3 separate regions of the Mus musculus genome follow, and all the other regions are linked to region 1. A link is a contact called in public Hi-C and Micro-C data. All regions are on one chromosome and are shown on one strand. Each heading gives the region's core, a stretch centred on a gene start, on an enhancer-like site or on the middle of the called end of the contact. The rest is flanking DNA. Distances are from core to core; before and after follow the strand shown. Region 1 holds the start of Slc44a1 (solute carrier family 44, member 1). Region 2 holds the start of Lexis1 (a long non-coding RNA gene). Region 3 holds the start of Fsd1l (fibronectin type III and SPRY domain containing 1-like).

Region 1 (3,546 bases), core at 447-2,946:
GTTTCACTAACTAAACCAGCCAGCCTAAGAACTGGACAAACAGGATCAATGCTCAATAAAGCCATAAATGTCCTCCACTCATCTCCAATCCTAGTTGTTTCTGTGACAGATCTCAGATTTTTCAGAGCAAGTATGCAGGTTATTTAAACCTGAGTTATATATAGTCACTTAGCACCAAGCACTTCTGTGTCACAGATGCTACATCTCTAGAGGAATTTTTTTCCCCAAAAAACTAGCATTTTTTTTTCTTCGCCAAGAACCAACCAGCCTTTATTTCTAGAAGCAAGCGCATACTTCTCCCCATCACCACCACCAAACAAACAAATCACAGACTACTGTTAAATTCTACGCTAATGAAACTGTGGAGAAACATCCCAGGCGTTGTCAGAGCCTATTTTTCATACACCACCACCAGACAGTTTGATGCAGTATTCCTGATTGCTTTTTATCGTATTTGTAAATACACTCACTAATCCACTAAATTAGATAATTTACAAACAGGTCCTCTCAGTTATTAGTGGCCAGCAGTCAAGTTCTATTACATCTGATCCTTACACAGTTGTCCAAACATTTCCACCCAGGTTAAAGGCTCTGATCGGAAAGAGAAGGCGGCTAGCGAAATTTGGATGGGGGCAGGGTGGCAGCTGAGAGAAATCTCTGCATCTCAGCCCTCAGCGACAACATCCAGCCAGTGCCCACAGAAAAACTAAATTCGGCACCTCTTCCTCCTGTTACACTGGCAACAAAGAGGGAGTTTCCGTAACGCTCCCGTCACCCACCAGGTGCCCAATCTCCTTCCCAGCCCAGTCCCCCCGCTCCCGCAGGGGCCTCGGTGCGCCGAGAGGCCGCGGTGCTCAGGGTCAAGGCACAGAGGGGGGATGGGATGGGGAACGAGCGGGTGGGATCTGTGAAATGGGCCCTGGAAGGGCACCGGGACCCAGTGAAGCACCTGATCCCGGCCAAGGGGGCCCGCAGACCAGGGGAAATGGGCAGCTTATTAAATGGATCCGAAACTAGAATAAGGTGGAAGAGAGGTGAAGAGCCCAAGCTGGGGTACACCTTCTGGGGACACGGAAAACAGTCTGTGGGTGGCGGGGGGGCTCGGCGGAGGTGGAGAGCAGGCTGGCGGGCCCCAAGGAGAGGGAAGCGTATGCCTCCCCGGGGCAGAGCGGGCGCCCGGGGCGCCTCTACCTGCAGACGGGCGGGACGGGCTGCTCAGGTGCGAAAGCGGGGGAGGGAGCGCAGCGGGCATTGGGGGACCAGGCACGAAGCGCCGAGGTCGGCGGGGACCGGAGGGGCGCAGGGCACGGCAGGGGAGCGAAGGGCACGGCTCGGCAGGCGCTCACAGCGCGGGGTGGCATCCGGGCGGGCGGCCGGGAGGCGGGAGCCCCTCACCTGCGCGGCGGAGGCGGAGCTGCAGCAGCCCATGGCGGGGCCGGAGGAGCCCGGAGGCGGCGCCGGGCGCGCAGCTACGCCCCGGAGCCCCTCGGCATGCGAGCCGGCGGGCGCCCGGGGAGGGCGCGGCCTGGCCCCGCACGACTCGGCAGCGACGGCGGCGACGGCGACAGCGGCAAGAACTCAGGAGGCTGCGCGGTCCGGGGCAGGCGCCGGCCACATCCCCCGGCGGCGGCAGCGGCGGCGGCGGCGGCTGCGCGGCTCCGGCTCCGCTCCTGCTGCTGCAGCTGCTCCCCAGCGGAAAGGGGCGGGCGGCGGCGGCAGCCCCTCCCCCTGGCCCCCGCCTCCCACCACCCGCTCCCAGTCCCGCTCCCGCTCCCTCTCCCGGGCTGCAGCCGCCTCCTCCTCGGCGCCGCGCGCGTCTCCCATCAGACTCCCCGCCCCCAGTGCAGCGCCGCGCGGCGCGGACGGCGGGGACGACGGCAGCCCAGAACGAGGCCGGGCCCTTGGGCGCGCGCAGGAGTCTGCGCGGCGCCGGGCCCATTTCGCGGTGGCACCGAGGCCGAGCTCTGCCTCGGGGCGGCGAGAGGGCGTCTGAGGCCGAGGCGCCCGTGGACCCGGCGGGCTCGCAGAGGGAAGGCGGCCGACTTGCTTCTGTACGCGCGAGGCACGGGGAGGTCACCGGGGGTCGCTCCTTCTCCCGGGTGGGAGCGCCTCTGAGGTCACTGACCCGGAGCTTTTTTTAGGGCTCTGGCGGCTGTTTATGTTACCCAGAAGAGAGAGTATTTGCAAAACCTCCCATGGAGAAGGAATGGGTGATGGAAGTGGAAAAATATCATCTGTTGCTCCTGGCCCCATTTTGCTGATGTGGACACTAAGCCTTGAAGGAGGCCGACGACAGTGAGAGCACCCAACTGGAAATTGTAGTAAAAGAGCCAGAAATGGGAGGGGAAGGTAGTACTCCAGGCCCTCAAGTCAAAGCCATGTTGGTTCTTCACTAAACTTTCTTACACATGGTAGCGCGGGCACACACATAAACACACGCACCAATTCATCTTTAAAATATTTACCGAGGCACTCACTATATTACAGTCTAGAAATTTATGGCACTAAGATTAAACAGGCGATAAAAGGCAAAGTTGCTACTCTCTTATTAAAAAAAACGAAACCTGTATTAATATGCGTTGGGGGTAGCAACAAGTTAGACATGCACAACCTTTAAGAAATTTCCAATGTTAGGGAAGTCATTACAGATACAGTGAAGCGAGAGCAGTTTAAAAATGGCGAGAGTAAACAAGGTCATGATTAACTATCACCGAAACGCGCATGTATCTAACACTCATATAAACATTCCGGTCTTGTTTCATATTGTCAAGGTGTTGCAAAGACTGGGATCAAAAGGTTTGCAAAGATACCAGAGTGAGACCCCAGAAATGCTGACTTGTCCATAAAAGGCAGATTTCAAGGTGACTCAAACTCAAAGGGGAAGTTGACTAGAGGAGCAAGGAAAGGAGAAATCTAAACAAGAGGGTGGGGAATGGGTGTGGGTGGGAGGGGTATGGAATGGAGACAAACTCACACACAGAAAATTCCCTAGTTGGTGTTTTGCATTACCATTTCCTGGATGGCTTGTTCCTCCAAACCTCATGATCCTCTGTGAAGTCCTGATAGCAGGGATGGCTGCAAAGTGTAAGATTAAATAATGTGGGTAGGCAGTGGACAGGTCAGTGAATAAGCACTCAACAACAACTTCTTCAGATCCTTGACTTTTCTGCAGTTTGACCTGAGGCTCTTTCCTAGGCACAGGATGAGTGACTTCCAAGGCTTCTTTCCCTACGGGTAACCACTGGGTCATTAGCTGGAAATGAAGAAATAAAGCATTAATTGCTGTGGGTCCCAATTCTGTTCATAAACTCCACAGTAAGATTGTAAACTCCCTGAGAACAAGGGGAAGTATTCTCTTCTTTATATCTCCCTGGGCTCTCTGGGGTGTTTGTTGAATTATTCAATACAGCCAGGAATAAAAATCCCTCCCATGAGATTTTTCCCTCAAAGCCAGAAAAGGACATCTTGTTTTTAACTGAGGGAGGATGCTGAAATTACAGTCTTAAACAAGAAGCCATCTGTCTTCCTTCTTTATAATCAAGGAAA
Region 2 (3,546 bases), core at 346-2,845, 220 kb after region 1:
CAAGCCACCTCTACTAACCCCCAGCAAGTGTTGGATCTGAAGACCCAGAGCCATGGGAGGCGCTGAGTTTCGGCTTTTCACTTGTTGTAGGAGGTGGGGAATCACTTTCTTAGAGCCTCAGTTTTATCCTCCGAAAACCAGCGATCAATTATTGCACAAGACTCGAGAGGGTCACAGGAGAATTCAATTATAACCATCCAGCTCAGGGTTCAAGTATGTTCAAAGCTCTCAGCATGTGGGACTCTCAACAGGGTAATGATTCAAGTTCCAGGCAGCCATCTTCTTGCCAATGGCAACAGAGGCATCCAACAGCCTCCACGTCTCCCCTGGTCACCTCAGCAAGGCATGCAGACAGGGTTACTTTCGGGCAAGGGTAGCCCAATTGCAGCCTTTGTTTTAATCAGCCTGAGCAGCAACTCAGTGGAGGGCCCATGAGGCGGTGACATTCCAACTCCCTGAGACACTCAAGGGAGCAGATTCTTGGAAAGAGATGGGAGTGGGAGGAGGCTGGCCCACTTCTATTTCCTTTCCTCTGTCTCCAAGGCTCCTTCAGGAAGGGAGGACACCTGCTGCTCTCTCCAGCTCTTTGCAATTCTGAGGAATAGCCCAGAATTAAGGGATAGACAGAAGTAATAAGAGTGGGATCAGGTCCCTGCCCTCCCCTCCTGTCTGATATGCTTCTAGCTACATAGGCAACTGTAATGGGAAGGATGCTAATGGCTTCCACCAAGCCCAAAGATGGGGAGACTCCCAGATGTCTATAACTGCTCTGACCTTACAAGAAAAGCCACTGTTCGTATACTCTCCCGGCTCCCTCTCCTCTTTTTCTCTCTCATTGCTCTCTGAGCAGAAGGTGAGATGCCAGTCTGTGGGCCAGCCAGTCCTTTGATCTTGGCTTATCAGTGGGAAATTTACTGGTATTGTGGCACAGCAGTTTGAGCAGACTGTGCCAGACTCAGTACAGGATTTCCAGGGGAAGCAAGGCATTCTCCGCCTTCGGTGCTTACCACCTGTTTTCAGCGATGGACACATTCCAGACTGGGTGCCAGTTAGGGCTGCTGAATGGATATAAAAGCCCTCGTGTTGGGGAACGTCACAAACAAGCAGTCACTTCAGCCTGCCAGACACAGTGACAGCTTCTCTTTGAGACGCCTGGGGTTGAAAAAAACTCTAGCTGTTCTTTTATGAGCTCACTCCAATAAACAGCAAATTTATCAAGTGTGAGCAGTATTTCTGCCCTCAATGAACGAAGAACCCAAAGGGTAGCAGGTACCTTCATCAGAAAGGATAGAGTAACTTCTTATCGGAGGTCTTGCCAAAACGCACTCTATTTACCTGTTATTTACTCTGGAGCAGGTTTCTGGAACTCCCTGGGTCTCAGTTTCCTTTCTCATTACTTCAACAGATCTCTAAATTTAAAAAACGCAAGTGACGCTTTCCACATCATAGTAGCCATATTAAATAGTATGCCATAACTGTTTTTCTCCACCCCTTGCACAATTCCAGGTCCTCATTTGTTTACAGAGTGCCAGTTGCCAAGTTCTCCAAATCTCCTCCATTCGGGCATCCTTACATTACTTTAGCTCAGGCATCATCCACAGAAGTAAGTGCTTGCTTAAAGAAACTTGCTGCGTCTGGAAGGGCACAGGACAGGTCCTGCAGCAGGCCTGCCTGGGCCTTGGCCCAGCGGTGCCTGCTAGTTACCTTTCACCTACTTCTGCAGCGGCAGCCTAGCGGGGTAACTCCAGGTCAGACTTGGATCTCTGCGCGCCTGCGCAGAGCTGGCTGCCGGCTGCAGCTAAGCATCCCTAACGTTGTTTCTTTTTTCTTTCTTTTTTGGTGGTGGTTTCTGCTACTCTCGGAAATAAAGGCTGTGGGCCTTGCGGACGTGCTTTGATTTCTGTGTGGGCACGGTCCCAGGCCGGAGAGGGTAACCTGGACCTCTTCCCAAAGTTGTCACCTACCGCTAACACCCCCAGGCGCCCCATCCTTCCCTTCCCCCATTTCTGGACTTTCCGCTCCCCTCTCTCCCACAGCTTGGGGCTGCCCATCTCCTCGCCCCCAACCCCGCCCTGATCACTGCCCCTGGAAAAGAGCAAGGCTGACTCCGGAGCTAGAGAGGAGCACATTCGAGCGAGAAGCTACGTGGGTGCAAACAACACTCCAGTTTCTGCCCGGGAGGAGCCGGATCTAACAACTAGGTTGCAACCAGAGGAATCGCGCTAGTTGAAGGCGTCTAGGCTGCCGTGCGCCTCGGGGTTACTGCCGGGCATCGCGCGGGCGGGGCGGGCGCTAGGAGGGGCATGTCCTCGGCCTCAGGAACCATCATAATGGAAACACTCATAGGCATCTGGAGAGGTCTGAGGCTCTCATCCACACCAGCCTCGACGATAGGAGTCTGTGGTGGTCCTTCTGTTCTAGAAAGTGCCCTCTTTCCTGGCATCCCAAAAATCTGGGAGGGTCAAGGAGAAACTGATTTTCAAAAATACCCTTTCCTGCAGGAGTTCAAGCCCCTACCTACCGACCGACCTGTGGTCTCTGAAGTTGGACAATGCTCCCCAACAGGTGCAAACAGAATACCTGTTTGACCGGGCTTTGTCTCTAGGTAAGGTGAAAGGACTATGCTGCGCCCTTACATCTCTGGGTTAAGCATCGTTAACAGTAGAACTTGGTAGTTCATCTGATGGTCCCTGGGCTTTTTAGCATTGGAGGTGAGCAACTCTACAATTTTCAGCCCGTTGTGTCATGTTGCCCCTCTGTCCCACAAGACCTCCAGGGAACAGTGCTAAGCTGAATTAATTACCTTCAAAGTGAGGCCTGTGTTGTGTGAGTGGACATTTTGAGGTCTGCTAGGTTTTTTTGAAAGATGACAACTTTTCGGGACATTACATTGAGGCAAAGTATGTAGTTCATTCCCCCCAAAGAAAGGACAGATTCACAGGCACACACCTTTTATTTTCTTACTCTGCCATAGCCTCCGTACAGTATCCAGTCAGTTGATAATAGACTCATCCTCACATGATACAAGAAAATGTGTGGTTGGTGGGAATAAGGGTCTTATGCTTTCTTTTTAATATGAATATATTTTAAAGAAACTCTTGAAGGTATGGGTGTCTCATGAGAAACAAACCAAACCAAACCAGAACACGAAGGCTGACCACAGAGAACCTAATCTGAACCCTGGCAGCCTGATATTACTATATCCTAAAGGAGAGTCCATGTTTTTAATGCAGTTTAGCAAACATCCTGCATCAAAAATGAAATCCACTAACCATTCTGATACGGGGTTGGAAATAAGGTACTATCTTAGTTTTGTGTCCTGTTGCTGTGATAAAGCACTCTGAGAGAAGCAACTCAAGGGTTTGTTCCTGCTCCAGTTTCAGAGGGCCATACACCAGGATGGGACAGTTACAGCAACAGGGATTTGAGGTACCGGGTCACACTGCATCCAAGTAAAGAAGCATGCTGCTGCTCATCTCCCTTTCTCTAGGTGTACATCTGGGAGCCAGGGGATGGTGCCACCCATAGTGGATAGGCCTTTCCACC
Region 3 (3,546 bases), core at 410-2,909, 190 kb before region 1:
TCTTCACTACCTCTGGGGAAACTACTTATGGGATCCTGTGGGTGCACAAATACATTGTCTAAAATGAGAAAAACCTGGTTGAAACCATGTTTGTCCTTATAGAACTCACAACGTCAAACACTTGATTCCTCAGTGTCCCCTGATAAGATGATCTACATTGAAGCACTTTTAGCATTTTACCATGCACAGACTATTTTAGTACTAATTATTCATAAACTTGAAAATACTGTTTTCCGAATGGAGTATTTTATCCAGACTTTCTAATAGTATATTCTTTTCTTATTTCTACAGAACAGAAGATGAAAGAGAGGAATGTGCGCTGCATACAGGTAGCAAACACACTGCACCCTGAAACTCATCTTTCCGGATTCTCCAGGCACTTGCTCTTCTTCCTTTTGACCTTTGCTAATGCCCACTTAAATATCACATGATGCCTTTCCTCTAATAAGTCATGCAATGTTTTATCAGCCTAACAGAGAATCCTTTAAATTTATACACACTCAAAATACACATTCTTAGACATACTAGTAATCTCTTTAAAAGATACTATAGTATAGTTGTGGAAATAATAATTGGATATACCCAAATGAATGGGTCTCAAGGCAAGCTCAGAAAGATGAATCCAGGTAAGAATTGCAGTTTTTCTCTAACTCTTTCTGGCACTTTCTATGCAATAATAAAAAAAGAATGGCCTCTTAGAAATGCCCTTGTTTTCCCTGATGTATTATTAATAACACTTGTGTTTTTCTTTCCTATACCGCAATGTATTGCAATTACACTATAACATAACAAAGATAGCAAGGTGGCTTACTTTTTTAATACAGGAATTACTACTGAATATTAAAAATTCAGTTGCAATTGTATTCAGTGCACTATTTGCTTAATTAAAAAAGGCTATTGTGTAACTCTTTCCTTAAACTTGTTCTCAAAGTACTAAACATTCCGAAACAAGACTACTGGCCAGCCTCACCAACTGAAGGACGAGGGTGGGGCAGCGGCCCTGACAACTGCCTTTTTCCTCAATTAGGCAAACACTGAGATCTGCTTATAAATAAACCACTAGCAAGGCAGTGGGCAGATGTACAAAGGAGATTCAGTCCCCGGACCTACAGCGCAGAGACCATGCTGAAGACACGGTGGAAGAAAAGAGACACCAGCTTCCGCGCGGGCGGGGATCCCCCCACGCGAGGCCGAGCCTTGGTCCTCACTCCAACCGAGGAGGGACCCACCCTCGGAGCACGCCGCGGGCAGCGGGAAGAAAGGGGCCTAGCGCCCGCAGAGGGCGGCAGAGACCCGGGTGCGGCTCGCGGTTTCCTCCCCGCAGTGCCTTCCCGGAGCCAAGAGCAGGACAGAGGTCGTCCGGGGTCCCGGGCGCGGCCATCGCTCCCTGCGGGCTCTCAGGTCCCGTCGGGTCGGGTCGGGTCGGGTCGGGTGGGTCCCAGGCCCGGCCTCGTCCTCCGCGCCCAGCCCCGCGCGCCCCGCCCACCCTCTCGGCCCCGCGCTGCGCCCCCGCTTACTTTCTGCGAGTCCATGGCTAGGGACTAAGCCCTCCGGGCCGAACTTGTCACCGGAGCTGAGTGAGAAGCTGGAGGAGCCTTAGAGACCCGCTACCTCTGCCGCCGTCAGCCTTGTCCCGTCCCGCAGAGATCCCGCCCGTCCGCGCCCAACCCGCGCGCGCGCCGCTACCGAGCCGCGGTTGCCAGGGTGAAAGGGCGGCCCGCGGGAGGGTGGGGTGCGAGCGCGCCACGCATGCGCATGCGTGCGCCGACACCCGCACCGGCGGAGAGGATGGAGCGCTGCCTGGCCGCCTGCGTCTTCCTTCTGCAACTGCTTCTTTCTTTGCATCCTTTTTCCTGTGCCATCGCTGCGGGCCTTGCAATGAACCATTGGGCACCCAGCAGCCAGGTCGTGCGGAGAGCCTGGGAGCTAGCTCAGCCCGGGACGCATCCTTCACCTGCAGCGTCTCTCCACTTAGCCTTGGTAGGCCAGGCCCAGTGATCCAGCTGGAATAAACACGCTAGGATGGAGAGGCCGCGGAAACATGTGGAAGGGTCTTCAGGGAGCGTGGTGGAAACCTTAAAGGGCTCTGGGACAAGGGGTAGAAAGAAGTTACAGATACGTGGGTATGGGACCACATGGGCTTTGTTGCCTGGTCAACCTTGCCCTACTAGTATCTTGCTACCTTGTAAGCAAGTCTTTTTCCGTGACCTGTGTCATCAATGAAATAGAATGAATGCAGACCTCGCAGAGGACAGCTTAAATCCTGTGTTTGAACTCCCCAGAGCATGGAGTAAATGAGAGTGGGACAGCACATTAGAATCTGCTCAGGACGGGTGGAGCTGGCAGTGCAGACCAGAAAGCTTGGGGAGAAGACTTGGAAAGGTTCTCCAGAAAGGCAGGCTTCATCTCCATTTAGGTGACTCAAGAAAAATTCTTCTGGGTGTTCACATCCTAATGGAATAAAAGGGAAACGAGTATGAATGAGCCTTACGAACCGGTTCTGCCCTTCTACACAAATCCTCAGTGAAAAGGCCTGCTTCTCAAAGAGCTTACAATCTAAGGTGGGAAATGACAATACAAATCCATGAGGCTGTTAGAAGAAAAGTTTGTAAGAGAAATCAGGGAGGAGGAAGATAGATCAGTGGGCAGACATGAGTACCAGAGTCTGTATACCCAGAACCTGGTACCCACATAAAAGCCAAGTGACCACAGACACACACCAGCACACAGGTGCCCCCACTTGTGTGCCCACACATTGTAATACCCTCGACCAAAGCACACACATGAAAAAATTAACAAAGGAGGAAATTGCATGAGGTAAATGGAAGAAATAAAGTAAACAATTAAATTGCACAGAGTTAATAGACTCCGAAGAGGTGGGGTGCAATTTCCTGACATTACGCAGGAATGACCTGGGTAAGGGTTATATGAAAGGGGTTGAGGAAGAATATCTAGTTAGAAGGACAGTTAAGAATCAAGACCTTGGAGAGGCAGGAGCTGTTTTAGATGAATCATATTTACACTTCAATGTTTTATGTTTCTACTAGAGTCCAACGACACTGTGGTTTCTTAAGATCAAAACTTCTTTTACCACACCTGTATTCTGACCTTAGCAAAGAGCAGGCCACACACTGTGCACCCAATAGACCTTTTTTGTTTGTTTGTTTGCTTTGCTTTGCTTTATTTTTTCTGGAGACAGGGTGTATAGTCCTGGCTGTTCTGGAACTTGCTTTGTAGACCAGTCTGGCTTCAAACTCACAGAGATTCTCCTGCCTCTGCCTCTTGAGTGCTGGGATTAAAGGAGTGCACCACCACCACATGACCCTTTCTTACCTGAACAGAAATGCAAGGTATATGATAAAAGACACAAAAGGAAACATGGTTTAGACAGGGCTAAGGAAACAATGCTCGCAGGCCTGGCTGGGGCTTAGGAGAGGAATGCCCAGCTTCACTCCTGCCAGCTGAAGGGAGGCTGGCATGCAGTCCTTCAGAGGAGCCAGCTCTTGATATCAAGGGAAGGGACTCTACTAGCCAAGCCCCCTCAAT

What was found. Hi-C and Micro-C count contacts between places; a contact is called where the count stands out from the background.
Region 2: a Hi-C map of CD8 T cells shows a contact between it and region 1, with 2.6 times the contacts expected there. The contact joins the promoter of Lexis1 here to the promoter of Slc44a1 in region 1. A contact is called at or near these places in 6 of 39 promoter capture datasets (the 3T3-L1 cell line, frontonasal cranial neural crest, liver and 2 more), 9 of 484 Hi-C or Micro-C datasets (CD4 T cells, CD8 T cells, the HL-1 cell line and 5 more), 4 of 115 datasets of contacts at active chromatin or transcription factors (bone marrow-derived macrophages, double positive thymocytes, forebrain and 1 more) and 2 of 9 other capture datasets (adipose tissue and liver).
Region 3: a Micro-C map of embryonic stem cells shows a contact between it and region 1, with 5 times the contacts expected there. The contact joins the promoter of Fsd1l here to the promoter of Slc44a1 in region 1. A contact is called at or near these places in 14 of 39 promoter capture datasets (the 3T3-L1 cell line, 3T3-L1-derived adipocytes, cranial neural crest and 8 more), 8 of 484 Hi-C or Micro-C datasets (the N1E-115 cell line, cerebral cortex, cortical neurons and 3 more), 4 of 115 datasets of contacts at active chromatin or transcription factors (astrocytes, embryonic stem cells, forebrain and 1 more) and 3 of 9 other capture datasets (adipose tissue, liver and pancreatic islet).

The regions. Positions count from the first base shown.
Region 1 is chr4:53,438,566-53,442,111 of GRCm38.p6, reverse strand. Slc44a1 (solute carrier family 44, member 1) reads right to left here and starts at 1,696. Exons shown (of 16, transcript NM_001374697.1): 1 at 1,396-1,696. The coding sequence starts at 1,428.
Region 2 is chr4:53,216,410-53,219,955 of GRCm38.p6, reverse strand. Lexis1 (a long non-coding RNA gene) reads left to right here and starts at 1,595. Exons shown (of 8, transcript XR_390567.4): 1 at 1,595-2,605.
Region 3 is chr4:53,629,584-53,633,129 of GRCm38.p6, reverse strand. Fsd1l (fibronectin type III and SPRY domain containing 1-like) reads right to left here and starts at 1,659. Exons shown (of 13, transcript NM_001195284.1): 1 at 1,518-1,659. The coding sequence starts at 1,532.